Linked DNA regions of Mus musculus: region 2 is linked to region 1. Evidence: chromatin contacts called from public promoter capture Hi-C data. All regions are on one chromosome and are shown on one strand. Each heading gives the region's core, a stretch centred on a gene start, on an enhancer-like site or on the middle of the called end of the contact. The rest is flanking DNA. Distances are from core to core; before and after follow the strand shown. Region 1 overlaps Plcg1 (phospholipase C, gamma 1). Region 2 overlaps Zhx3 (zinc fingers and homeoboxes 3).

Region 1 (7,865 bases), core at 1,732-4,231:
AAAGCCCAGAGAGCATTCCTAGCCCTGTATTATTTTACCCCCAACAGCCATCCGTCCTGAGGGCAAAAACAACCGGCTCTTCGTCTTCTCCATCAGCATGCCATCAGTGGCTCAGTGGTCCCTGGATGTTGCAGCTGACTCACAGGAGGAGTTACAGGACTGGGTGAAAAAGATCCGTGAAGTTGCCCAGACTGCAGATGCCAGGGTGAGAACCTGCCACAGCTTAGAAGGTGCTACTGGGATCTGTGGGGGCAACATGTGGGCCTGCCCGGGAGCCAAGGCCTCCAACCCCCAGCGAGCTCCTCTAGAGAAGGCAACTGATGTGGCCAGGCCTTAGATAAGGCACCCAAAAGAACAAACTCAAGACAGGATTGTGATGGATGGGCTTAGGAAATGTTGAGCATTAAGTACTCTCGATCACCTGAATGAGTGTAAGGCAAGAGGGAAGAGAGGTCCTGGGCTGGCAGCAGGAGTCAGATCAGGCTTAGAAGAGAGGAAGAGGGTTCACGTAAACATTTGTAACAGGGCATGGGTCTGGGACAGGAGGCAGAGAAGTTACAGATACCCACAGTAGTGGAACTTTGCTATGCTGAGGGCCACAGAGGTATGGTGTCCTGTAGCTTTAAAAGCAGCAGATATTCCTAGTGACACTATTGAGGTGTCTTAGTGTCATGAGAAGGTTGGATGGCAGTGGGTTGTAGGGAGTTCAGAGTGGGAGTTGGAGTTTGTGGATAGTGGGTAGCATGTATTTGTTTGGAAGGACCAGCTTTCTGGAGGAGCCCTCTTCCATTGAGCCTGGCGAAGCATTTGTAGATGTATGGAAGCTTCTACTTAGAGCCTGTCCCCCCAGCGCATTTGGTGAGCAGATTTGTGACTGGGGACAGACACAATGCTGAGGATTTTGTTAGTGTGCCCCGGAGGGCAAGGTACTGAAAGATCCAGTGGCTGGCAGGCTAGACCCTGCCTGGATTTAGCCTGGAATGAAAAGAAAGATTATAAATAGTGGAGCCCCTGAAGGAGAAGACTACAAAGAACAGTGTGGGGAGTGCCTGAGTAGGCTGCAGCTAAGATCGGGAACGGGAGGAGGAAGGCTGCATTGGCCATGGGGACGTGAGATGGTAAGGTCGTCTAAGGCACACACATTGCCAGGTGGGCTTAAGGCCTTAGTGCTTCAGGGAACCGGGAAGCAGTGTTTTTGCTGAAGGACGAGGCTAGGTAAAGAATAATCAGAAAGCATTATTGGGAGGGCCTTGCCGACCTTAGCTCCATGTGAGGTCATTTGGCACTTAAGTTATGGTGAGACTTCCACCCCAAGAGGGTTGGGGAACAAGTGTATCTGTGGAGACGAAGAAAGAGATAATTTTTGGCCAAAACTGGGAGCCAGTAGTTTTGTTTAGTGTCTGCTGCTATTTAAAATGTGCAAGGAGAGAAGAGGGCCTCAGAACACCTGAAGTGTGTGTGTACCCAAGGCTGGTAGGAGCTTCCTTCTCCTGGGCAGGGCTCAGCCTGGGCCTTGTGTGTGTCACCAGCTCACTGAGGGAAAGATGATGGAGAGGAGGAAGAAGATCGCCTTGGAGCTCTCCGAGCTTGTGGTCTACTGCCGGCCCGTTCCCTTTGATGAAGAGAGTAAGGCTGGGGCCAGGTGTGGTGTGCATGTGCTGAGGGGCTGGTGGCTTGAGAGTGGCGTTTAATACCCTGTCCCTTACATACACTACACAAGGGGGCCGCTCTATACACGCTCTCACTGTTTGGCTCAGAGATTGGCACAGAACGTGCTTGTTACCGGGACATGTCCTCCTTTCCGGAAACCAAGGCTGAGAAGTATGTGAACAAGGCCAAAGGCAAGAAGTTCCTCCAGTACAACCGGCTGCAGCTCTCGCGCATCTACCCTAAGGGCCAGAGGCTAGACTCCTCCAATTATGACCCTCTGCCCATGTGGATCTGCGGTAGCCAGCTTGTAGCACTCAATTTCCAGACCCCAGGTGAGGGGGTCTCTGTGGGTGGGGAGAGACACTTAGGGCAGTTCCACTGGAGCACACTGTAATCCCACTCTTGCAGACAAGCCTATGCAGATGAACCAGGCCCTCTTCATGGCTGGTGGGCATTGTGGCTATGTGCTGCAGCCAAGCACCATGAGAGACGAAGCCTTTGACCCCTTTGATAAGAGCAGTCTCCGAGGTCTGGAACCCTGTGTCATTTGCATTGAGGTGAGTATATTTGTCTGGGTTCTTCAGGGTGGGAAAGGGTTATGAAGACCATTGATACTAAACCTGCTAAGAAGGTGGCGACCAGGTGGGTCAGCACAAGTGGGAAAGGGTACAGGGCCAGAGGTGAGCAGCATTTCTGCTTTACATTGGGGAAGAGAACTTATCTTGGTCTATTCCTGAGCTTGAAGTAGGACCACCTGAAGTGGAAATCCAGCTACAGGTTCTCTGTGAGGTTGGGATCCCAGGGGTAGCATGGCTGATCATGGCCAGTTTTTGGCACAAATGAGTTAGGATGTCGGGTTAAAGCTAACCTGTGAAAAGTCACTACCTGGAAGGAAAAACCTGGTCAGAATGACACAAATCAGGCTAAAAGGGGCCTGTGCTGAGCCAGGCTCCTGTCTGCAGGACCAAGCAAAACCTGAGCTTGCTAGAGCATGACCAGCAGCCTGTTTGCCTTTCCCAGTTCCTAGAATAGAGCTCCCCAGTCCATGTCTGGTGAAATGCTGTGATCAAGGGTCAGCTCAGCCTTCGCTATGGGAATCAGCAGGGGTGGCCTGAACAGTCTGGAAAGAGTAAGAATAGTCTATGGCCAGCTGAGCACACTTAGGAGCACAGAGCCACAGATGGACATGACTGCTACTTTCCAGATATTCCCTCTAAAGTGGAATAATTTAAAAGATTCCCACATTGGAACAGACATGGATTTAACATGAAATGGACTGCCAAGTACGCATGATACTTAGCTAAAGCTCAGGGTTTTACAGCCAACAGCTTGCTCTGGAGTGAACAATGAGCGGCCTAATGGGCAGCACCTTCAGGGCCCAGCAGGGGGCATACTGCCTCCATGGTGCATTTTCCTCCACGATTTGCTCCCCAAGCTTCTGCTGGGAGGATGTTCGGGGTGCTGGGGGGATGTCATCACCCCATCTCTGCCTGCCTGCCTCACAGGTGCTGGGGGCCAGGCATCTGCCGAAGAATGGCCGGGGTATTGTGTGTCCTTTTGTGGAGATTGAGGTGGCTGGGGCTGAGTACGACAGCACCAAGCAAAAGACGGAGTTTGTAGGTAAGTCAGTCTTCCCTCATTACCCATCATTCCCCTGGGGTGTTAAAGACCTCTCCACCAGTCATCACATCCCGTAGATGTGGCCTCAGCTTTTGCCCTTGCTTTCACAGTGGACAACGGACTGAACCCTGTGTGGCCTGCTAAGCCCTTCCACTTCCAGATCAGTAACCCAGAGTTTGCCTTTCTGCGCTTTGTGGTGTATGAGGAAGACATGTTTAGTGACCAGAACTTCTTGGCTCAGGCTACTTTCCCAGTAAAAGGCCTGAAGACAGGTGAGGAATCTTCCTTATAAAGTCTTGCTGTCAGGATGGGGCTTATCCACTTGCTTGACACTTGATAGGCTGAGAGCCAGGTATTTCTCTTAGGATATAGAGCAGTGCCTTTGAAGAACAACTACAGTGAAGACCTGGAGTTGGCCTCCCTGCTCATCAAGATTGACATTTTCCCTGCTAAGGTAACTACAGCAGCGTGAGCAGAGAGTTCAGTCATAGCCCCTGAGATGCAGAAGAGACCTCAACTTTTGTGCACTTCCCTTGCTGAGCAGGAGAACGGTGACCTCAGTCCTTTCAGTGGCATATCCCTAAGGGAACGGGCCTCAGATGCCTCCAGCCAGCTGTTCCATGTCCGGGCCCGGGAAGGGTCCTTTGAAGCCAGATACCAGCAGCCATTTGAAGATTTCCGCATCTCGCAGGAGCATCTAGCAGACCATTTTGACAGTCGGGAACGAAGGTGAGGGAGATGAGGGGAAGTTAGCCAGTGTGGGACCTTGGAGGAAGGGTGCTGGAGCCAGAAAGATCAATCCTTTGGCAGCTTTCTCCTCTGTGGAAAAGGGATAACCGTGTGTCTTGGGTTGTCCTGTCTGGCTGCAAGGCCAGTAAGGACACTTCACTTCTGTTCAGGGCCCCAAGAAGGACTCGGGTCAATGGAGACAACCGCCTCTAGTCAGACCCCACCTAGTTGGAGAGCAGCAGGTGCTGTCCACCTGTGGAATGCCATGAACTGGGTTCTCTGGGAGCTGTCTACTGTAAAGCCTTCTTGGTCTCACAGCCTGGAGCCTGGATTCCAGCAGTGAAGGCTAGACAAAACCAAGCCATTAATGATATGTATTGTTTTGGGCCTCCCTGCCCAGCTCTGGGTGAAGGCAAAAAACTGTACTGTGTCTCGAATTAAGCACACACATCTGGCCCTGAATGTGGAGGTGGGTCCTTCCATCTTGGGCCAGGAGTAGGGCTGAAGCCCCTTGGAAAGAGAAGTTGCCTCAGTTGGTGGCATAGGAGGTCTCAAGGAGCTGCTGACACATTCCTGAAAGAGGAGAAGGAGAAGGAGGAGGAGCCTTGGTGGGCCAGGGAAACAAAGTTTACATTGTCCTGTAGCTTTAAAACCACAGGGTGAAAGAGTAAATGCCCTGCAGTTTGGCCCTGGAGCCAGGACAGAGGAATGCAGGGCCTATAATGAGAAGGCTCTGCTCTGCCCATGGAGGAAGACACAGCACAAGGGCACATTGCCCATGGCTGGGTACACTACCCAGCCTGAAAGATACAGGGGATCATGATAAAAATAGCAGTATTAATTTTTTTTTCTTCTCAGTGGTATTGTAACTAAGTTATTCTGTCCTGCTCCTCACCTTGGAAGGGAAGACCCAGCACAGAGCCTTTGGGAACAGCAGCTCTATGGGGTGTTGTACTGGGAGAGGGCACTGTCAAGAAGGGTGGAGGGGCAGGAAGAGAGAAGAGCAATGTCTACCCTGGTGAGCTTTTTTGTTTTTATGACAAAGACGACTCGATATGCTTCCCCTTAGGAATGGAGATATAGGTAAGTGGAGTCAGGCAGTAGGTACCAAATTAAGCTGCTGCTTGGTGCAGTTTCTATGCAGTTGGTAAAAAGATGCAAAGGAGATGGGAAGGTTGGGAAGGTAAGCCCCACCTCTGAGAACAGAGGCTGGGGTCCAGGCCTGTGGGTGCAAAGGTGCCTCAGCATAGCCAGCATCAGCACACGCAAACCCACTGCCCAAATTTGGGCTCAGGGTTGGCCATTTGCTAGTTCTGCTGCCCTCTTAAGATCTGACTGCCAAATAAATCATCCTCATGTCCTTTTTCTTTTAACTTGTTTGTTTCTTGGGGGCTCAGGAGAACATGGTGATTGAGAATAGAAGCAAGTGTGGTATAATATCCCTGGAGACCTGGGAAGTCACACAGCTCTTCCCTGTGGCTCTAAAATGTGAGGCCCCTCTGCCACCCCATCTTCTAATGGTATTGTTGAAGCCTGCCCACCCCATCAAGGGGCAAGCTCAGTCTCCATTGCACAGAAACCTACTTCAAAAAAGTAGCATTTGGTTATGTGCTGCCAGGTGCGTCTGTTTGCCTCTTCATCTGCCAGTTAGAACCTCTGTGCCTCCCATGCTGAGGAAGGCCTATTCCTTCCTGAGGCTTTGCTGCAGCACTTTGCTGGAGCAGGACAAAACCATGCCACAGTGAAGCAGCGTGTACCATGTGCTGAACTAGCTGGCTCAGGTCACAGAGCATAAGTATTTGGGTGATGGCTGGGTCTGTAGCTTTCATCTAACGCAGTGAATTTCAACCTGTGTGTTGTAATCCCTTTGGGACCCAATATCAGATGCCTTACATATCAGGTATTTACATTATGATTTATAACAGCAAAGTTAGTTATGAAGCAGCAGTGAAATAATTTTATGGTTGGGGTTCATTACAGCATGAGGGACCGTATTAAAGAGCCGAAGCATTAGAAAGGTTGACAACCACTGATGGAAAATTTTCCTGTCCCATCACAGACCGAGGGGAGGGATCCTTTCACACACAGGAAATGGTGGGTGGAGTGTATCAGGTCCTCAGACTCTCTGAGTTCATCCTTGAGTCTTGTGGCCCAGGAGAAGGTAGGAGCCATGTTTTTCAGTACTCAGTACTGCTACATGACAGCTTTGCTTGGTGCTGAGCATCTTAATTTCCTTTTTCTGAGCAAGTCTCCCAGAGAGGCTCAGCACTGCCTCCTAAACAGCTTCACAGAACCGTGATTCACACGTCTTGTCCCCTTACCATATTTCCCTTCAGGTAGTGGTTTCTTCTCAGTGGAGTAGATTTAAGGATCAGTTTCATTACTTAAATCCCCCAGGTAAACCTGACTACTGTTGAGTGATCCAGGAGACCCATCTTGGTGCCCCGTGGCTGTCTTGCCTGATTCATCCAGTGTGTCCCTACATGTGACAGCTTGGTTAACACTGCTTTGCACCCATTGGGTTATGACCTGTAGAATCTCAGCCAAGCATTGTTTAAAAACACCCTCAGGTACATCTGAGAAATACTGTTGTCAGGGCTTTGCTCCCTGGAGCATGAAAATGAGAAGTCAGGTTGAGAACCATTATCTTTGGCAGAGGAAACCAAAAGAGTGGGGTTGGAAGGGAAGGCAGTGATAACAGGAATACAAGCCAAGAGATGACTCCTTTTGGCTAGCAGGCCAGAGACAAGTAAAGAGGGACCACTGAGTGTTACCAGTGAAAACACGTTAACAAAAGAAGTCACTGCCTGTGACTTCAGGGGTATAGGACTGAAATGCGGGATTAAAAGACAGAAACATTTTGTGGCCTTTACTAAGAAAAATCACAAGTAGCTGTGCCCCTAACAGAGAGAGCTGGGGCCTCACTTGGGGCCAGACTCACCCTGGACTTTAGCTGAGGACAGGGACTAAACAGTCACTTGTCTTTCAACTTATTCCTTACCTCGACCATATCAGATCTGCTGAGTGAGTGTGAGGTTACCCCACCAACTTAGTGACCAAAACAAGCCCAGACCTGCCTTACATTTTAGTTAAGTGCATCTTTCCCTTAGAGGCTTTCCCCACCTAGGATATAAATCCCCAGAGGATTTATATCCATGGGTCACTGTGTCTTATCAGGAAGACTCTACAGCTCCCTGCAGGCTGATCCTGCCGTCTCCACCAGTGTGTTCTGAACCTGCCCACCAAGGACTCAAGAGATAGTTCCATGGTATTGCCCTAGTTTAGTTAGTTCTATGACCTGGCTGTTAGATTCAACACACAACTTCTTTAGGACCTGAGCTGGCCTTGGGAAAGAGCAGATCAAGAGCAGATCCTGACACTTCACTCAGGTGGCTTTATTTTGGGAGTCCCCTTTTCTTTATGGCCAATGAGAGCATCCTAGCAACAACCAGTTGCTATGAGGCTTGGAGGTGTAGGGATGACACTGGTCCTCTAGTAGGGTCCAGGGTCCTTCTGCACGGTGACAGGCTCTCCTTAGCAAACAGCATGCTTCACCGACACCTCTTCTCTCACACAGAAAAAGAAAGGAACACAGGAAAACTTGCCCATGCCCTCACACCCCACAGTTCATGGCTCTAAGATCAGACTTGCTTTATACGCAGACAGTTTTGCATCACAGTGAGTTCAGGAATGCAGAAGACAAAGAATTCCAAAAACTGGAATCTCCCTGGGGAGCTGAGGGAAGCCCCAATACCTATTTACTTTTAAGGGTCAGATTTGTCCCCTGCCCCCAAAAATCAATAGAAGGGATTTTAGATTTTTGTTTATTAATTCACTCCCCCCCACAAAGACAGCAGATAAGAAGT
Region 2 (7,865 bases), core at 3,642-6,141, 89 kb after region 1:
AGAGAAAGAGAGAGAGGGAGAGAGAAGCTGGCTCTAAATCCAGTACTTCTTAGGACAAGGGTACCTGTAGCTTGAATCTACTTCTGAAAGAATGGTCATTCCCACTTGAGTTAAAAGAACCCAGTTCAGCTACCAATATGATCACACAAAATTATCTGGGAGCTTCTTTAAAACATTCTCTAGACCACACAATTCAACTGAGCCAATACTGACAAAAGTGGGCCCAGGTTTGTATATTTAAAAGCTCTCTAGAAAATTCAGTGCAGTTATAATTTGAAAATTGCTTATCTGTCTCTGCTCCTTCCTGTTCCAGAGACACCCATGTCTTCTCATGCAGTGCCACCCCTATCCCTAAGACATAATGATGAAGATCAGAGTGAACATATTTGGCCTTATTGGGTACCAGGGCTTCCTTCAACTCCAGCAGACAGATCATTACCTCCTCACTGATCTCAACTACATGGCCTACAGGCTCTACATGGCAAGTTCCACAGCAGATTCAAGGCTGAGAAAGGAAAGCTTGTCATTTTCAAAGGTTGTCACCATCTTCCAGGAGTGAGATCTCACCAACATCAAGTGGGGTGATGCTGAGTTTGTTGTGGAGTCTATTGGTGTCTTTACCATCATGGAGAAGGCCTGTCCAACTTGAAGGGTTGGGCTAAAAAGGTCATAATCCCTGCCTTTTCTGCTGATGTCTCCATGTTTGTGATGGGTGTGAACCATGAGAAGTATGACAACTCACTCAAGATTGTCAGCAATGCTTCCTGTACCATCAACTTAGCCTCCCTGGCCAAGGTCATTCATGACAACTTTGGCATTATGAAAGGACTAATTACCACAGTCTATGCCATCACTACCACCTAGAAAACTATGGATGGCCCCTCTGGAAGCTCTAGCATGATGATCATAGGGCCGCCCAGATCATCATTCCTGCATCCACTGGTGCTGCCAAGGCTGTGGGCAAGGCCATACTAGAACCGAACAGGAAGCTCACTGACTTATGTGTTCCTATTCCAATGTATCTATCATGAATCTGACATATTGCCTGAAGAAAGCCAAGTATGATGACATCAAGAATGTGATGAAGCAGTCATCAAAGGGCCCACTAAAAGGGCATCCTTGGCTACACTGAAGACAAGGTTGTCTCCTGCTACTTAATAGTGATGCCTCCTCTTCTGCCTTTGATGATGGGGCTGAAATTGTTCTCAATGACAACTTTGTAAAGCTCATTTCCTGGTATGACAATGAATATGACTACAGCAACAGGGTAGTGGTCCTCATGGCCTACAGAGCCTCCAAGGAGTAAGGAGCCCTGGGCCACGTGCCCCAGCAAGAATGTAGGAAGAAAAAGGCCCTCAGTTACTGAAAAGTTCCTGTCCCAACACTAAGCATCTCCCTTTACAGTTTCCATCCCAGATCCCCAGGAGGAGGGAGGAACTTAGGGAACCCTACTCTCTTGAATACCATTAGTAGAGTTCACAACATCCCCCCACTCCCACAAAGAAAATTGCTTATCGGATCCTCTTTTATAAATGTTAACAGAAACCAAACTAACAAACACTAAGAAACCAACAGATTAAAATGAGGGCTGTATGCTCAATTGGTCTAAGACTACATAAAACTGGAGACGGTAATGTCAGCATGCTAGTAATCCTTGCACTTGAGAATAGATGTAGAAGGATCAGAAATTCAAAGTCATTCTTGGCTATATAATGAGTTCAAGGCCAGCCTGGGATACAAGAGATGGAAATGGGGTGGGGGGAGGGGGGGTTCAAGTAAGAGGGAGTGAAAAAAGACACTAACATAGTTGACTTAGGTTTCCAAAAAAGAGCACTCTGGGTGAAGTGTCAAATGGATAGTAGTAGGGCTAGAATATGAGCAGAAAAAGAAAACAAATGGCTGGTATAGAAGTCCGCTTTAGTGCCCACAGTGGGCTGCTGGCAATGGAGAAGGTTCTCTGTGTTCTGGAAGCAGGAGGCATCAGCAGGTTTCTGATGAGCTGCACATAAGGAACAGAGTTTAAGGATGGAGCTCAACTTTATGGCTTTAATTACTAAATCCAGGATAGTACTGTTTCCCAAAATGGAGACTGCAGGACAGTTCTGACAACATCAAAGACATGCCCAGAAGCTTTACAGAGCTTTTGCTCAGGATTAATGTTTTTAGATTCTGCAAATATCAAAGGAAATCATATATTTCTCTTCTCACCCTTCCTGCCAAGTAGAAATCTTCAATACATAGTTTTATGTATATTTAACACTAAGAGTAATGCCCCAGATGTCTACTAGGCTTTTAATACCTCTAATGAGGTTCAGATATCAGCTATAACCTAGAATCCTAAGTTCATTACATACAGTAAAGTGGGGCCAGTGAAAGTATTTAAAATAATAAATAGGCAATGGCTCATGGCTACTTTTTACTATTATTTACTAAAGATTACTCTAACAGTGAGAGGTTGGTATAAGCATACTAAAATGTAAATGCATATAAAAAGACATATCACAACTCCCTGACGTCCATCTGGTTGTGTGGCCTTGTGTACATGCACTCACAGAACAGTGGTTTTCTATTCCATGGAAATAACACACCTCTCTACTGCATCTATTCAGTTGTGTAGAGATCCCCAGAGTTCATGACACAGGGATTTAGCCCTCCACTGTGAAGCTGAATGTCCTATAGCATCAAGACTACTCACCACAAAGGGCAAAGGTAAGTACCTCTTCCAGGAAGCCTAGTCAATGAATGCTAACAAAACACAGCTATGAGCCAAAGGCAAGCATGAAGAATCACAATCTCCAATTTCTAACTTACTGTCTATTCAGACACAGCTTCTCTTAGCAATAGTAAATAGAAAACCATCTTAAAAATCTTTGGAGGACAAAGGGTTAGGAGAAAGGTCAAAGTGGAAAGCTTTGGATATGTTAAGTATATGTTTGGGTATTATATGCATAACTTTAAAAGAAAATGTAATACAATTTGGCTTCCCTATAGCAATAAAATTGTATTTCATGCTTCAACTATAAAATATAAAATACTTATTGTATAATGATTCTTAAATGTACAGCTATTGATCAAATAATTAATTTAAGTACTGCATTTGGTATTGATAAGGCACCAAGCAGAATGCTTTACTAGACTCTCTGACTCTCAGGCCACTGACTGTTGTGTTCATCTATGCTGTTCCAGTTGCTCAGGTCTCACTTTACATGCCAGCAATTCCCAAAGCCAGCTTCCTCTCACCATAGGCCAGCTGTACACTGCATATCAGCTCTTGGACAACCCAGTTCCTCTGAAGCTCCTTTGCTTGTGCCAAACCAAAATCAGCCTCTTCTTCAGAACCGATCCATCTCTTCCCCTGCCCACCTCGATGTACAAGCAACAACCAATCCTATGTCTTTCCACTATCTCCAGTTTCCTAAGAGTATCAATACCTATTAGTTTCCCTTCCTGAGATTTTCTTTAACATGTTGGCTATTCAGTTACAGCTGCTCAAAGAAACAGCCTTTCTCACCAAGACTGCAGTCTTCAAACTCTATGCATTTTGTTTTCTACATGAGAGGAAGAGGGAGGCTCTCAGCTGCTAGGAAATCCCTGCCTCACTCAGCTCCCCAACACACTGAACATTGTTCTCAGTCTTTGTACCTGAGATCCTCAGAAGAAGGGGAAGGGCTTAGGTAGCCCCACTCTTGTATATACTATCAATAAAGCCCACTGTTATGCCCAAAATGAGAAAGAAGAAACTTACAGAAGTATTTTTAAAATAATTGTGCTTCACTTCTTACCAAACAAGTACAGTCAGGTGACCGTGCTCCTCTTGTTTTCTAACTCCACAATTAGAATGTTTGTCCTCTGGCTTTGAAAAACAGCACTGGGACACACATTTATGTGACTGAAAAAACTGTAACTCAGTTGTTCCAGAACTATTCCATTTTTAGTTTCTTGTAAGGGAAACGCTTACCAATTTGTTTTGAAATATTATAGCATTCTTTGAATTATAAAAGTGTGATGCAGAGAACTATAAATGAGACATTCACATATGAAAGATGACTTCATCAGTTATCTTCATATAAACTGTGTACATGTACATAAAATGTAAAACCTCAAACTCAATTATGGAGTGCCTTTTAGCTGTTCCACTTTCAATAAAGTTTTTGCATGCACATTATATATAATTTAGTGTTACTGAAATGTTTATATACTATAGTTTTCCTTAATGGTATCTAGAGGTCCTTTGTATTTTGTTATGGAAGTTAAAATATATATTTTCCTCAGAAATTATAGTTAAAAATATAAAGTATTTTAGTCAAGCATGGTGGAGACAGGCAGATCTTTTTGAGTTCCAGGCCAGCCTTGTATAGAGTGAATTCTAGGCCAGTCAGAGCTACACAGTGAGACTCTGTCTCAAAACAACAACAAAACAATAAAAGGAAAATAATTAAATAAAATTAGCTAATTATGAATCCCAGCTAACAGATTGAGCAGTTCAAGACAAAACATTTATTTTCCTAAGCTATTCTACTAAAACCTTGATCTTCTTTGTAGCTAAATACTTAGATTTTAAAGGAAATAATGCTAATATTAGTATCAGGAACCTGACTCTTGGATGCTGCTGTCGCCAACACCTAAGGTTGTTGCATAACCACAGACAGGCAGCTCATCTGCCTAAGCCTTGGTTTCCTCATTTAAAAAGTAAAAGGGGGAACTCACCCACTAACAAGATGATACTAAATTTAGTAAGTAAACATCATCAAATTATTTCCCAGGGAATCCTGGGTTAATTTAGCACTTGAATAATTCTATCAAAGAAGACAAAAATAGTGCTACAGTTGGATGTGTGAGCTCCAGCCTGTCCTCCTCTTACTCTGTGCTGCCCACTAGCTGGTGACACTGCCTGTGCCACCATCAGAAATTCACAATGTAAGCGTTTTCATTTGTAGAACAGAAACAGTAGTGGTGTCTATCTCAGAGAGTTCCTGAGGATTACGTAAGATAATACTTAGTAAATGCATAAAGTCTACCTACCAGGGTAAAAGCTCATCAGGGTTAACCATTGGTACAAGTTGGTATTAGCTAACAATTCAGTCCTAACATTGATACAGGTAAGAAAAATCTACAATGGCATCAGAATAATAGCCAATGTTTATAATGTTCTTTTTTGCATATTTGTAAAGTCTTTTAAATTAAATAGAATAAAACAAAAAGAAAGCAATAATTTCCATTACCACAAATTTGCCACTTATAACTGAAAACATTTAAGTGATATGTTAAAGTTGCTTATGTCTCACTCTCTGTGTTAGGCACACTCTGAGATGGTCACTAATGATCTTTGCCTCCTGGTATTCATGCCCTTGGGTAACCTCCTCTGCTGCAATGTGGGCCAGTTTACTGACTCACTTCTAACAAATACAGCAGATGTGCTGGAGCGTCATTTCCAAAACAAGGTTATAGAGGGGCTCTGGCTTCCGTCTCAGGTGTTTTCTTTCCCTCTTAGATCAAGCTACCTATGAGAAGTCAACATTAAGTCATTAAGCAATCATGGGTACTTGTGAAGAACTAAAGCTAGCAACAACAGCACTTAAATTCGAATTTAGAGTGACGCAAACACTTTTGTTTTTTAAATTTCAATTTGACTGTAACTCTAGACCCTATTATTTATGGATTTGAGATCTCCATTATGGTGGTGACTTTTACACAGTAGCATCATCCCTGTTATCTAGAAAAGTGACTGGCCCACAATAGTTGCACACAGTTTAACTATATGCTAGTTACAAATTAAGACAAAAGAACTGAAGATTTTCAAAATTTGCTGAAGAACAACACATAGAGGTTCATAGACAGAAATTAGCCTACAAAAGACTAGTCTTATCTGGTTAGGACAGTATTTGGAAAAACTACACTGACATAGGTACAATTAGCCAGATACTACCAGTCCTGTTTGGAGGTTGTTGTTTTCTAAAGATATATTTTTAAAATTATGTGTATGGGGAGTGTGCATGTTTAAGTAATGCTGCAAGATGTACAAAAGAGGACATCTGATGTTATGGCAGGTTGAATAAAAATGGCACCCACAGGCTCATAGGGAATGGCACTATTAGGAGGTGTGACCCTGCTAGAGGAAATGTGTCATTCAGACAGACTTTGAGGTTTCAGATGCCCAAGCCAGGCTCAGTGTCACCCTCTCTTTCTGCTGTCTGTGGATCTAAATGAAAAACTCTCAGCTACTTTTCTAGCACCATGCATGCTGCCATGATTCCCACAATGACAATAATGGACTAAAACCCTGAACTGTAAGCCAGCCCCAATTAAATGCTTTGCTTCGTAAGAGTTGCCAGAGTCATGGCAGCATCTATTCACAGCAATAAAACTCTAAGGCAGATGTCCTGGCATTACAGGCAGTTGTGAGATGCCCAATGTGAGTACTGGGAACCAGATTCAGGTTCTCTCCAAGAGTACTACTCACCCTTTAACCACCACTGAGCTATGTCTCCAACCTGTCAGTCCTACCTTTAGATTATCTCCCCATGGTCCCCTTAGCCTATGCCTAGATATTCTGCATCATTAGAAATGTTGAAAAATAGGCTTGGAACGTTTCAGCACTAGAAATATGGGTATTCTAAATATTTGTAAAGCTCCTTTGAATTTCAGGGCTCTGTAATATTGCTTATTTGGGGGCATATATATAGTTCAATATTTAATGCTAGTAGTATATTAAACTAAATAGACATGCATGTTTAGAAACACTTGGAAGAAATCAGAGCATTTTTTAGACATGCTAATATACCCTAGAAAATATTCCTGAACAAATAACCATTTTTTAATTAATAATTTTATTTGTTTACATTTTCAAGTGATATCCCTATTCCTGGTTACCCATCCACACACCCCCATCTTATCTCCCCTCCCCTTTGCCTCTATGAGGGTGCTCCTCTACCCACTCGCTCACTCCTGCCTCACCACCTAGCATGCCCCTAATGCTGGGACATCAACCTTCCACAGAACCAAGGGCCTCCCCTCCTATTGATTTCAGATAAGGCTGTCCTCTGCTCATATGTACCTGGAGCCGTGGATCCCTTTATGAATACTCTTTGGTTGGTGGTTTAGTCTCTGGGAGCTCTGGGTGGTCCAGTTAGTTGATATTGTTCTTGCTATAGGGTTGCAATCTCCTTCAGCTCCTTCAGTCCTTCCCCTAGCTCTTCCATTGGGGTCCCCAGACTCTGTCCAATGGTTGACTTTGAATATCTACATCTATATTGGTCAGGTGCTGGTAGAACCTCTCAGGAAACAGCCATACCAGGTTCCTGTCAACAAGTGCTTCTTGGCATCAGCAATAGTGTGGGGGTTTAGTGTCTGCTGATGGGATTGATTCCTAGGCAGAGCGGTCTCTTTTTCAATAATCACTACATTACTATTGAATAATAATCTAATTCCAGTTGTGTTATCCAATGTCAAGTCCATGGATGAGTGGCTCCAAACTCAATGTCAGTCCAATAGAGAAGAAATAAAGATGCTTCTTGTTCCACTTCAAATCTGTAAGGGGCTGGTTATATCATGGTACTGAATACAGAATGGTGTCTCCCATTTTTTCTACAAAGGAGGTCTCTGTCTCCCTTGGGTAGCATGCTAAGGATATGACCATGCTCTACCAATTCAGGATTTGGATATGTCTACCAAATGTTTTAAAATTTGTCTCTTTCCTTTCAACAGTTTAATTAATGTCAGTTAAGACTGTCTTAAACAATCCAATGAGTCTTTCAAGCTTTTTGCACTCCAGGTGAAAATGCCACAGAGAAATGATTATATTTTACTTATTCACTATATTCCAAGTGGCTATCAGCAAGCTGACAAAAAAGAGGTAGTATTTAAAA

The links. Capture Hi-C pulls out chosen DNA fragments and counts their contacts.
Region 2: a promoter capture Hi-C map of liver shows a contact between it and region 1. The contact joins two enhancer-like sites. A contact is called at or near these places in 2 of 484 Hi-C or Micro-C datasets (the HL-1 cell line and liver), 2 of 115 datasets of contacts at active chromatin or transcription factors (embryonic fibroblasts and embryonic stem cells) and 3 of 9 other capture datasets (adipose tissue, liver and pancreatic islet).

What each region holds. Positions count from the first base shown.
Region 1 is chr2:160,757,925-160,765,789 of GRCm38.p6, forward strand. Plcg1 (phospholipase C, gamma 1) reads left to right here. Exons shown (of 34, transcript NM_021280.3): 25 at 48-205; 26 at 1,530-1,626; 27 at 1,758-1,982; 28 at 2,059-2,207; 29 at 3,156-3,270; 30 at 3,381-3,542; 31 at 3,636-3,724; 32 at 3,815-3,999. Among named protein-coding and RNA genes, the nearest start is that of Plcg1, 31 kb to the left of the region's middle. Within about 2 kb of position 2,982, at least 11 of the 459 cell types and tissues checked have an H3K27ac peak or open chromatin away from gene starts, as enhancers often do. A contact at or near this core is called in liver, where this site is marked.
Region 2 is chr2:160,845,165-160,853,029 of GRCm38.p6, forward strand. All of the region lies in intron 1 of Zhx3 (zinc fingers and homeoboxes 3), which reads right to left. Among named protein-coding and RNA genes, the nearest start is that of Zhx3, 24 kb to the right of the region's middle. Within about 2 kb of position 4,892, at least 15 of the 459 cell types and tissues checked have an H3K27ac peak or open chromatin away from gene starts, as enhancers often do. A contact at or near this core is called in liver, where this site is marked.